Regions from separate parts of the Mus musculus genome. Here region 1 is linked to region 2. Evidence: chromatin contacts called from public HiChIP or PLAC-seq data. All regions are on one chromosome and are shown on one strand. The core of a region is the stretch at or near the end of the contact, and the rest is flanking DNA. Distances in the headings are between cores, read along the strand shown.

The links. HiChIP or PLAC-seq counts read pairs in DNA pulled down with a chosen protein or histone mark.
Region 1: a contact with region 2 is called in an HNF4G HiChIP or PLAC-seq map of pancreatic cancer cells. The contact joins the enhancer-like site here to the promoter of Syce2 in region 2. A contact is called at or near these places in 1 of 39 promoter capture datasets (the SN4741 cell line), 1 of 484 Hi-C or Micro-C datasets (CD8 T cells), 2 of 115 datasets of contacts at active chromatin or transcription factors (embryonic stem cells and pancreatic cancer cells) and 2 of 9 other capture datasets (liver and pancreatic islet).

Annotation. Positions count from the first base shown.
Region 1 is chr8:84,740,962-84,745,940 of GRCm38.p6, forward strand. The region is part of intron 2 of Nfix (nuclear factor I/X); the gene reads right to left. Among named protein-coding and RNA genes, the nearest start is that of G430095P16Rik, 20 kb to the left of the region's middle. RefSeq lists an enhancer at 900-4,079. Within about 2 kb of position 3,235, at least 135 of the 459 cell types and tissues checked have an H3K27ac peak or open chromatin away from gene starts, as enhancers often do. A contact at or near this core is called in CD8 T cells and pancreatic cancer cells, where this site is marked.
Region 2 is chr8:84,869,838-84,875,118 of GRCm38.p6, forward strand. Syce2 (synaptonemal complex central element protein 2) reads left to right here and starts at 2,274. Exons shown (of 5, transcript NM_027954.3): 1 at 2,274-2,416; 2 at 2,883-2,995. The coding sequence starts at 2,402.

The DNA of each region.
Region 1 (4,979 bases), core at 1,985-4,484, 130 kb before region 2:
CTGGGGATGTCAGCTTGGTGGGAGCGAAAGCCTAAAGTCAGTCTCCGTTTTGCTCTAGGGCTCCACACACAGCTAATGGGAGGCTGGCAGCGGCAAATTGTTGTTTACTTTTAATTAAGTAAACAATGTCGGCTTTCCGCCTCCTCCCCTGCCATCCCAGCCAGTAATTTAGGGATGACAATGGGGTTGCTTCCTTCCTCCTGCCTTCTTCCTTGAGCACTCCTGCTAGCTCCCTTCTCCTCCACAGTTTTTGGAACTTGTGGCTACAGGGAGGGCTCCACCCAGAGGGACAGGACAACCTGAACCACCTTTGGCCCAACAGGTTCCACTTAGGGCTACCCAGGCCCAGGGCTGTGATTCTCCATCTCTGCTTCTCCAGAGCGACCAGGGCAGTCTTCCCCTGACAGCATGGAGTATGTAGCTGGTTCTCCTCCTCCTCTCCAGCCACACCTCTAAAAGCCATCAAGCAGGATAGCCAAACATTGGGGTGGGAGGCTGCATCAGCAGATGACAAAGCCTGAAGGCAGGAAGAGATTCCCACCTGTAGGCCCCAGAGTCCACAAGTCTCCCTCATCACCGGTAAGGGACCTTCTGGTCCAATCAGGAAGAGCCAGTGTTCCAAGCCAGCAGTCTATGTGCGGTACCAACTCTCCTCGGAAACTGAGCTGCCACGAGCTGCTTTTGTGGCCTTGGTTTCTGACATCACTATCTTGACATCTTTAACTTGAACAAGAGGCCCAGCGTTTTCATTTTGCTTTGAGTCCCACAAATTCTGCAGCTAGTTCTGTTCAGAGACCAGAACTGCGTGAGGGAAGGAAGAGAAAAGCAAGCAAGCTAAATCAGCCTTTCACCCACTGGGTTGTCCTGCCTAGGGCTAGGGTACTGAGCTCTGGAAGTGCAGAAGGGTCCTGCTTTGAGCTCCCAAGGAGGCTGAGTTCCAAATGAGGCAGCCTGGAAGACAGGATGCCACACAGGCAGATTTGTACCTGGGCTGATGGAGAACCAAGGCTCCTTAGAGAGCCTTTCTCTGTAAGCCAAACGCCACTTGGCAGGTGGCCTTGCTCTGAGCCCTCTGCACACAGTGGGTCTATAACTGCAGCAGACCTGTGTGGCAGCGGGGAGGAGCTCTCAGAACTCCTCTACCTCCTGAGATGAGGATGGTTGGGTCCAGAATCTAGCCCTGCCCAAGCAACTGGGGACTAAGGTGCCTCCGTTTAGGTGCATGGGGCAAGGGTAGGCAGAATGAGCTGTACACAGGCTGCTCCAAACCCTTGCCAAAGGGCGGGGTCTTCTTTAGCTCAAGCTGGCTGGGGCTGGATGCAATTTCAGCCGCAGAGCAGGGCTCGCTGGCTGGAAGCAATTTTCTCATTAGGACCCCAGGCCTGCTCGCTTGGTCTGTTCCCAGCCCTTACTCCCCTTCTGCGAAACCGCACCCCACAGGCCTCCCGATAGACCACTCACACGCACAGGGAACCGCACGTGTACTGAGTCAGAGAGGCGACTGTGGGGTCACCCCAGTGGGGCTAGGTTCAAGGAGAGCAGCGCTGGCACAAGGCCCTAGCACTGAGGCATACACATAAACAAGATCTCAGGCAGCTCAGGGGGAAAGGGACCCCGGACCCGGGATCAGAACACTGCCCTCACGTGACCCTCCGGAGTTACTCTCAGGCCGGGCACCAGCCTGTCTTGTTCAGGTGGGCCTGGGAGCCAGATCCCTTTCCCGGCCCCAGGCGCTGTAAGTGGAGGGTGGTCTCACGGAGCCAGGGGGAGCGCTGAGGCAGGAGGGGCGGCACCGCTCTGCTCCTCAGACACATGTGGTTGGACTTAAAAAGCTATTAGGGAGCGAGGCGCTGGCGGGAGTACGGCTGGCCCTCACACCAGAGGTGGGGGGGAGGGCAGATGCCGAGGCAGTGAGCTCAGCACTCGCTCCCTCCCTGGCAGTGTTGGACCCAGGGGACCCCCGCCCAGCAGGAGTACGGCAGGCTCTCAGGGGAGGGTGAGCAGACTTTGGGCCTGGGTCTTACTTGGCACAGGCTCTGTAAAGCTTGGGAGATTCTAGGCCTGCAGTGGAACAGCCTCTGGGGGAGGGGTGGCGAGCCTGGATCTGGCCCAGGAGGATACAGACAGGTCCTCAACCCCCAATAGCTTTTCTGGAACGGTGGTTGTTAGAGGTCTCCTTAAGGTAGGTAGGTAAGTAGGGGTAGGGGTGTGTGTGTGTGTGTGTGTGCGCGCACGTGCACGCTCGCGCTCTGAAGGGAGGGGGAGGGGAGATTATGAGAAGAGCAGGAGAGAACAGGGAAGGAAAAAAGGGCCCCACCCATCACGAGGCCAGAAAAAACTGATGGAAAGTTCTCTAGATCCGCCAGCTTGTAAAAAGTTCCCTTTCTTTCCAAATTATGAACATTTTTTAACAAGGGAGGAGGAGACCCAGGGCAGAGAGAGATCTAGGACTTCATTAGGACAGTATCTGTCGTGACCATGTACCACAGTGACTGGTGACTGAAGAGTGTGCATCTGCCTATATTCCAATGCGTTCTACTTCCAAAGTTAGGCTACCCCCCTACACACGCGCGCGCACACACACACACAGCCTACCCAAGGAGGCTGCCATGCTGTTACCAAGTAGGATAGGATAGGTGCCAGCAGGGGAACACACGTGCAGAGACAGAGATGGGGCAGGCGGATGTAGCCCTATCCCTGAGGGAAAGAATCACCCCCCCACCGGGTGCCAGCCTCAGCAACAGAAACAGGCCTTGAAGCTGCAGGGAAATATACCATCAGAGGCTCTGGAGGCCCTGCCCAGGTCCTGAGTCCACAGTCCAACCAAAGGGCAGCCAGAGTGAGGTACTCTCAATACTGACCATACTGAACCCGACTGGCTAGCGTGTGTGTGTGTGTGTGTGTGTGTGTGTGTGTGTGTGTGTGTGTGTGTGTGTGGCGGGGTGCTGGCCCTAGTCATACAGATAGGGATGCTTAGCTCCTACTAAGAAAGATCGGAGCACAGCCCAGCCTGCTCAGCACTTTGGCTGGCTCCTTCCTTGGGGGTCTCCCTTCTCAGGACAGTTGGACCCACCCATAGGGAAGATGGCAACTTGGGGGGGGGGTGTCGAGGAGAAGCGACTTTGAGAAACCACCAAGAGTCAAGCTGGGGGCCTCAGGCAGGGTGGGGGAGGAGCCGACCACTGAGCCAGGAGCCTTGCTCAGGAAACACGCAAAGAATGCAGTTGGCAGCTGGCCAGTGGGCCAGGACCACAAAGAGGCCTTTGTTTTAGGAGGTGTCCAGGGAGTGGATGGACCGAACAGCAGAGGTGGGGGCAGCACCCCTTTGGGGGAGTAGGGAGGGATCGACCCCTACACTGTGCCCACATTACCTCTTCTGATTCACACACACACACACACACACACACACACACACACACACACCCCAGGCTCTGACAGTGATAGGTTCCTGCTGGCCCAACTTAGGGCACTCTTGGGGCCAGGTCCCCCTGTCTCTCTGCTCCCCATTTCCCCGGGGCTGGTAGCTGTCTGAACTCTAAGGTGGATGCCCCTGGCACTGGCATCGTCCTGCTCCCTTTAGTGTGAGAGGAAGGAAGGCTGTGGGACAGTGTCTCTTCCATCACCCCCTGCTCTGCAATTCGAGGGTCTCTCTGGCCCCTTATTGGCATCTGGAAAAGTTTGGGAAATTTATAAAAAATTCTGGAGAGTTTATCAACTGCTTTCTAGCCTGCCAGGGAACCAGAGCCAGAAAGAAGGAAGAGAGAAGAGGGAAGTGTGGGTGTGGGGAGTGAGGAGTGGGGACAGAAAGCAAGATCAGACGTGAGACAGAGCCCTCAGGAAAGGAGCTGAGATGCAAGGGTGCCCATAGCCAGCCTGTCCCCCACCTGAGTTTCTTGAGAGGACCAGAAAGACCCCCAACACAAGCTCACCCAGTAAGTATACCAGGCCCCCTCAGCTCTCTCCCATCATCCTGCTCTACACTGCTCTGGCCACTCCACACCCCACACCCCACACCCCACACCCCATACCTGTGCTCTTCCCCAGCGGCCTGAGCTTCAGGGCCATGGAGGGAAAGAACATCGTAAGGATTAGAGGCTGGGGACAGGATGAGGCAGGGTGAACACAGTGGCTCTCCACTTCAAAGGAATGTGTGATGTCCTTACAGGAGAGGCACAGGGGGCTTCCTCTAGTCAGTGTGTGGACAGAAACAGGACGGTCCACTTAGCCCTAAGCAGGAGCAGCCTAGGCTGGTCCAGCAGGGTCCCAAACAGCTCCTGGGGTGGGTGGCAGGGTCTGCATTTCAATAGTTCCTTGCTAGGATTCCGGGAGAAGCTCCCAACCAAAACTTAAGTAGAAGGGAGAGGGGAAGAGAATGAAAATGAATGTGCCAGTCAGCAGGGCAAGGGCAGCAAGCTACTGACTGTGGCATCAACCCGGATGCTACCTGGATGGCGGCAGCGGGGCACTTAGTTTCAAATCCGGTCTGCAGAGAGGAGCGTGAAGGAAAGAGACAGCAAGGAAGCGGTGGCCTGCAGATGGATGGAAAGCCAGATGTGAGGGTTGGAGAAGGGACTGTCCTGGAGAGTGTGAAGGAGAAAGCCCAAGAACACAGAAGGAGCTGAGGAAGTAGACACCCGGGTGGGGGTGGGGGGCGCCAAGCACGTCCCTGTGCATGCAGCAGCTCCCAGAGCCACCCCGCCCCCTCCAGGCACCTGCTAAGGCTGCAGCTCCGGGTTGTGTTTCTTTAACCCCTGGGGCCTGTTGACACAGATTAGTATCGCTGGTCAGGGGTCAATAGGGAAGGCTCTTGAGGTCAAGACCTGAACAACTGGAGTTGTAATGAGCCACGTGGGGAAGAGGCCCAGGGAGAACAGAGAGAGAAGGGCAGAGGGGGTGGAGGAGGAGGAGGGCCTCTCAGCTAGCCTTGCTGCTGTGGGCTCTCTGAACCTGCCGGGCTTGGGGAAAAGAAGTGTGTGTGT
Region 2 (5,281 bases), core at 1,024-3,523:
ACTCTTAATTTTTCCCCGAAAAATCCAATCTCCCAGCAGCTGTGGCAGGGGCAGTCATGAGCTTGCTGCCACCCTGGGCCAGATACTTAGACTATTTAAAAAAAAAATCATATGAGCTCTGAGGAATACGTTCATAAAGCTTTGTGGGTCTACATTTGAACTTGCTTTTCTGGGGGCTGACTTCAGATGAGCTTTGGCTCTTGGGTGTTTAGGTGGTGTTTTGGATTGTTTTGTTTTGCTTTTTAATTTATTTTTATGTGTATAGTTATTTTGTCTGTATGTCTTTTTTCTTTTTTTAAAGATTTTATATATGTGAGTACACTGTAGCTGCCTTCAGACACAGACATACCAGAAGAGGACATTGGATTATATAGGTTTATGTCACCCACATTTTTTCCAGACAGGGTTGCTCTCTGTAGCCCTAGCTGTCCTGAAACTCACTCTGTAGACCAGGCTGGCCTCAGATGGGCCTGGTTTTGCCTCCTGACCACTGGGATTAAAGCTGTGCACCACCATCACCCAGCAACACTTAGTTTGTTGCCTCCTATCAATAAATTTATGATCTGCCAGTTATTTTTGCAACATTTATAACAGTTTTAGTTTTTAATCACTACAGTAATAAAAGGAAATGTATTTTAGGAGTGCCAGTTTTTCAGCTGGGTTTGGTGGTATACCCCTCCCCCTTGAATCAGCACTTGATGGGGCAAAGGCAGGCTGATCTCTGAGTTTGAGGCTAGCCTGGTCTATAGAGCTTCCAGGACAGCCAGGGCTATACAGAGACAGAAAGCAAGCAGAGGGAGCCCTGAGTAGGTAGAGTCCAGCCTGAATGTATATCTTAATCTGGGCACAGGAGTCCAAGACCAATTGACCCCTGGAAAACCTGTCTAATCAATTACCTATATGAACCAGGCTCAGGAGGAACGGCAACTCTTTCCCTAGAGTTCCAGAATGATGGCTTCCAGATAATCAACCAGTGTACAAAGGCTAGCAGATCTGGCTTCCTCTCCTGGTGTTTGCAGGCTAGGATTGCTCACCCCCAGATTCTTCCTACCAAGACTAGCTGTGCTGTATTTAATAAATAGCTGAGGGTCCAGGTTGCAGCCATAGCATTAGAGAAGCCACCGGATCCCAGTTTCACTGTGTGTCTGTCCTTTCTTCATTCCCTCACATAGCATTTCAGGCCCCAAGCTGCTAGGGATGTAGCAGCAAAAACAGAAAGGGTTGAAAAGATGGCTCAGAGGTTAAGTACTGGTTTGTCCTGCAGAGGACCAAGTCTAATTTTAAGCACCCATATGGTGGCTCACAATTGTAATTCCAGCCTCAGGGGACCTGAACCTCTTTTCTGGCCACTATGGGCACTATGCACACACGTAGTATAGAAATAAATATATGCAGTCAAAACACCCACACCCGTAAAAATGTGTATTAAAAAACCACTTAAACACAAGAGATCCCTCTAGATGGCTCAGTGGGTACAGGTGCTTGCCTAGTCTGATGACCTGAGTTGCATCTCCATGACCCACACGGTGGAAGGAGATTGTGGACTCGTTCAGGCTGTCCTCTGACTTCCACACTCCCGGAGTGGATGGCACATAGGCATGCACAAAATAGGTCAAACGTAAAACAAAAATAAAATTCAGCTCATCGATGAAGAGCATCAGGGAACAGGAATTAGGTTTTCAAAATCCATGCCAGGAGGCTTATAACTAGGGGATCTGATGCCCTCTTCTGGCCTTAGTTGGAAGGTGCCCAAAAGTAGTTTAAATCATATATAACATGTAAATAAAATAAAATGAAGGTTGTTCCTAGGTGGTGCCTGCCTTCAATTCCAAGGCAGAGAGGCAAGCTGATCTCAGAGTTCTAGGTCAGCCTGGTTTACAGAGTCCTAGGCTGGGACATAGTGGAACCCTGTTCCAAAAGAATTTGATCTGGGCACTAGTGGCGCATACTTTTGATCCCAGCACTCTAGCCGCAGAGGCAGGAGAGTGTGAGTTTGAGGCCAGTCTGATGTACAGAGCTAGTTCTAGGACAGTCAGGGAAACACTGAGAAACCCTGTCTTAAAAAGACACTGCCGCCACACAAACTGTAGATCGAAGGGGCGGAACTCTGACGCAGTGTGAATTCCTCAAACTCTTGAGGGCCACAGGTGACCCCGAGTCCCGCACCTACGCATTATGAGCTCAGACGCCCACCGGTCCATACAACACAAATCCGTCTGTTACCACATAGCACCAGCATAGCCCAAAAGGCAGAGCCAGTTCGGAGGGCCTTCGAGTTCGCCGCCCCCGGGGGGGGGGGGGCGGGGGCGGGGCCAGGGCGCGTTTCATTCAGCACGTGCTCGGGGCGGGGCGTGCAGGGGGCGTGGCGTGCGCAGAGGGCGCTGAGGCGGGAAAAGACGGAATGGAGCGCCACGGAGTGAGTGCGGTGCGGTTTCCCGTGTGCGGGCGGCGGGAGGCGGGCGACGGGGCTTAGGGCCGCGGGGAACAGAGACTTCCTCCACACATTCGAACCCGGGCCCTGTTCCCCGCGGTTGGAGCCGCCTCTTGCCGGGAGAGGCGAGGTTTCCTGACTAACGAGACGGTGGGGCCTGGTGGACGAGGCTGTGAGGGGGTGCGGTGCGCTTCAGGAGCTGGTCGAAGACAGCACACGGTGTAGACCAGGCCGGGCCTCGAACCCTCAGCGGTTGCCTGCCTCCGCCTCCCGAGGCTGAGGAGGGGTTCGAGGCGTGTGCCACACTCGGCCTCCTTTTAACTACTCTCCGCGGGAAGGTGTTAGCGCGCCCCCCATTGCGGCCCCGAGGGTCCTGACCCCGGGGCCTCCCTGCTAGCGCGTCCCTTTTGAGCTTCCCCACCCCGCCTCTCAGAGCTGGCTGCGCTCGCAGGTGGCCGCGCCTCCCGTGGAGTTAAAGGACCAGGAGCCGCCGGCGATTGTGGAGAGCGGAGAGCATCGGCAGAGTGAGAACCACGAGGAGACGCCCGGCTCAGTGGCCCCGAGGTGAGGAGTGACAGGCCCAGCTGCCCTTCCGGGGCCCCGCCTTGGTCACGTAGGTCATTCCACGTGGTCTGCCCTGGGCCTTGGTCCACGGGTGATTTAACACCTTCCAGGTTGGTGTTTTATGAAGCCGCAGAGGACAAGTGGAGCACCGTGGCGGGCCCGGCCTAGGTGTCCTCGTGAGGACAGCCATGAGACAGACCTCATATAGAGGAAGTTTACTGGCGAGAAGGGAGAGGTGGAGGAAAATAGAGAGCGAGAGCGAAAGAGGGAGGAAATGGAAAGATGGAGAGAGAGGGAAGATGGAGAGAGAGGAGGGGAGGGGAGACAGACACCAGAGCCAAATAGTCCTTACCTGTGAGCCAGGGTCTTACCTGGCTGTTGCTAGGTAACTCTTGGGCGGAGCCTACAGGAAATGCTAACAACAGGTGCCCACATTGGTTCTGGGTACTGGCAGTCTCCTTTTGATATCCACAAGGTTTAATTTCAGGATGCATAGAATCCTCATGTTTAGACTCATTTTCTCTTGGTTTTTGTTTTTCTTTCTTTTTCTTTTTTCTTTTTTTTTTTTTTTGGAGACAGGGTTTCTCTGTGTAACTCTGGCTGTCCTGGAACACACTATGTAGACCAGGCTGGCCACGAACTCAGAAACCCACCTGCTTCTACCTCCCAAGTGCTGGGATTAAAGGCATGTGCCACTGCTGCCCGGCTAGTTTCTCAATTCTTTTGTGGATTTATATGTGTGTGTGTTTTATTTAAGACATCAACAGAAAAGGGGTGAAAAAAGCTGGGCATAGTGGCACGTGCCTTTTATTTCCGCACTCCAGAGGCTGAGAGGAAGGCAGGGCTCTAAGCTCAAGGCCAGCCTGGTCTACAAAGTAAGTTCCAAGGCAGCCAGGCAGCCAGGGCTACGCTGAGAAACACTGTCTTGAAAAACCAAAACCAAAAAAATAAGACATCAACAGCCAGGCTTGGCGGCATAAACCTTTGATCCCAGCATGGTCTATATAGTGAGGCACTCAAAAGACACCAAAATCAAAGTCACTTAGATTTTCTCCAATATTCTAATTTTGTGATTTTTTTTTCATTTATTTAGATATGTGATCCACTCTGCATTTTCTACTTTGTTTGCTCTCTTGCTTTTTTGCTGTATAGAGGATGGAACCCAGTGTGCTTGTATGCGTGGTAGATGAGCACCCTGTCACTGAATGTACATTCCCAGTTGCTGAAACCTGCATGTGTTTGGATTTGACCTTGACTGGTCTGACAAAGGAATAAAGAAAGGACAGGCACCTGTACAAAAAACCACACGGGATTGAGTGGGCCATATGCCCTGCTGGAGGCACACCAGCCGCAGTCCTGAAACTTGGTTCATTTATAATTGGTTTTTTAGCCAGTTGAGATAGCAGGCTTATTGTATACAGTTGAATGAGGAAGCAGGTTTAGCTAATTTCAGTAGGAAGTCTCTGTAGGGGAGCAGTTTCAGGCTGTAAATATGCAGGAGAAAAAGAAGTGGTCCATACATTTTATACACACTGTCAACATCTGAACACATACCACGGGAAGGCTTTGCCATTCCCAGGAATCTGAAACATTGAAGTTCTTGAAATGGTTGTGTTCATGTCAACAAGGCACAGTCACTCAGGACTTATTTCATCAGAGTCTTGTATCAGTTCAGACTGTCTTAGGACTTAAGGTCCTTCTGCGTCAGCCTCCCAAGTGCTAAGATTATAGATAGGCATGTGCCATGCTGCTTATCAGAAACTTTCTGGGGCTGGAGAGATGGCTCATTGGTTAAGAGCACTGACTGCTCTTCCAGAGGTCCTGAGTTCAAATCCCAGCAACCACATCTGTAATGAGATCTGACGCCCTCTCCTGGTGTGTCTGAAAACAGCTACTTACAAATAATGAATAAATATTAAAAAAAAAAAAAGAAACTTTCTGAGTATCATGGTTTAGATTTGGGGGATTGTTTAATAGGCAAAGCCTCATTATGTAACCCTGGTATCCTAGAACTCACTATGCAGACCAGGTTGGTCTTGAACTCAGAGATCAGCCTGCCTCTTCCTCCTCAGTGCTGAGATTAAAGGTATATACTACCTGTTCCTGGATTTTGGAATTTAGAATTAAAGATGCTCATTCTGCGACATGCCATGCAACTCACCTTTAGAAGTGTGTGATTTAATAGCTTTTAGTATATTCACAGAGCCATGCAAACATCACTATCGAACTTCAAAATCTTTTCTCATTCCGGAAAAAGATCTCATGCCTCCTAGCTGTAACTCCCAG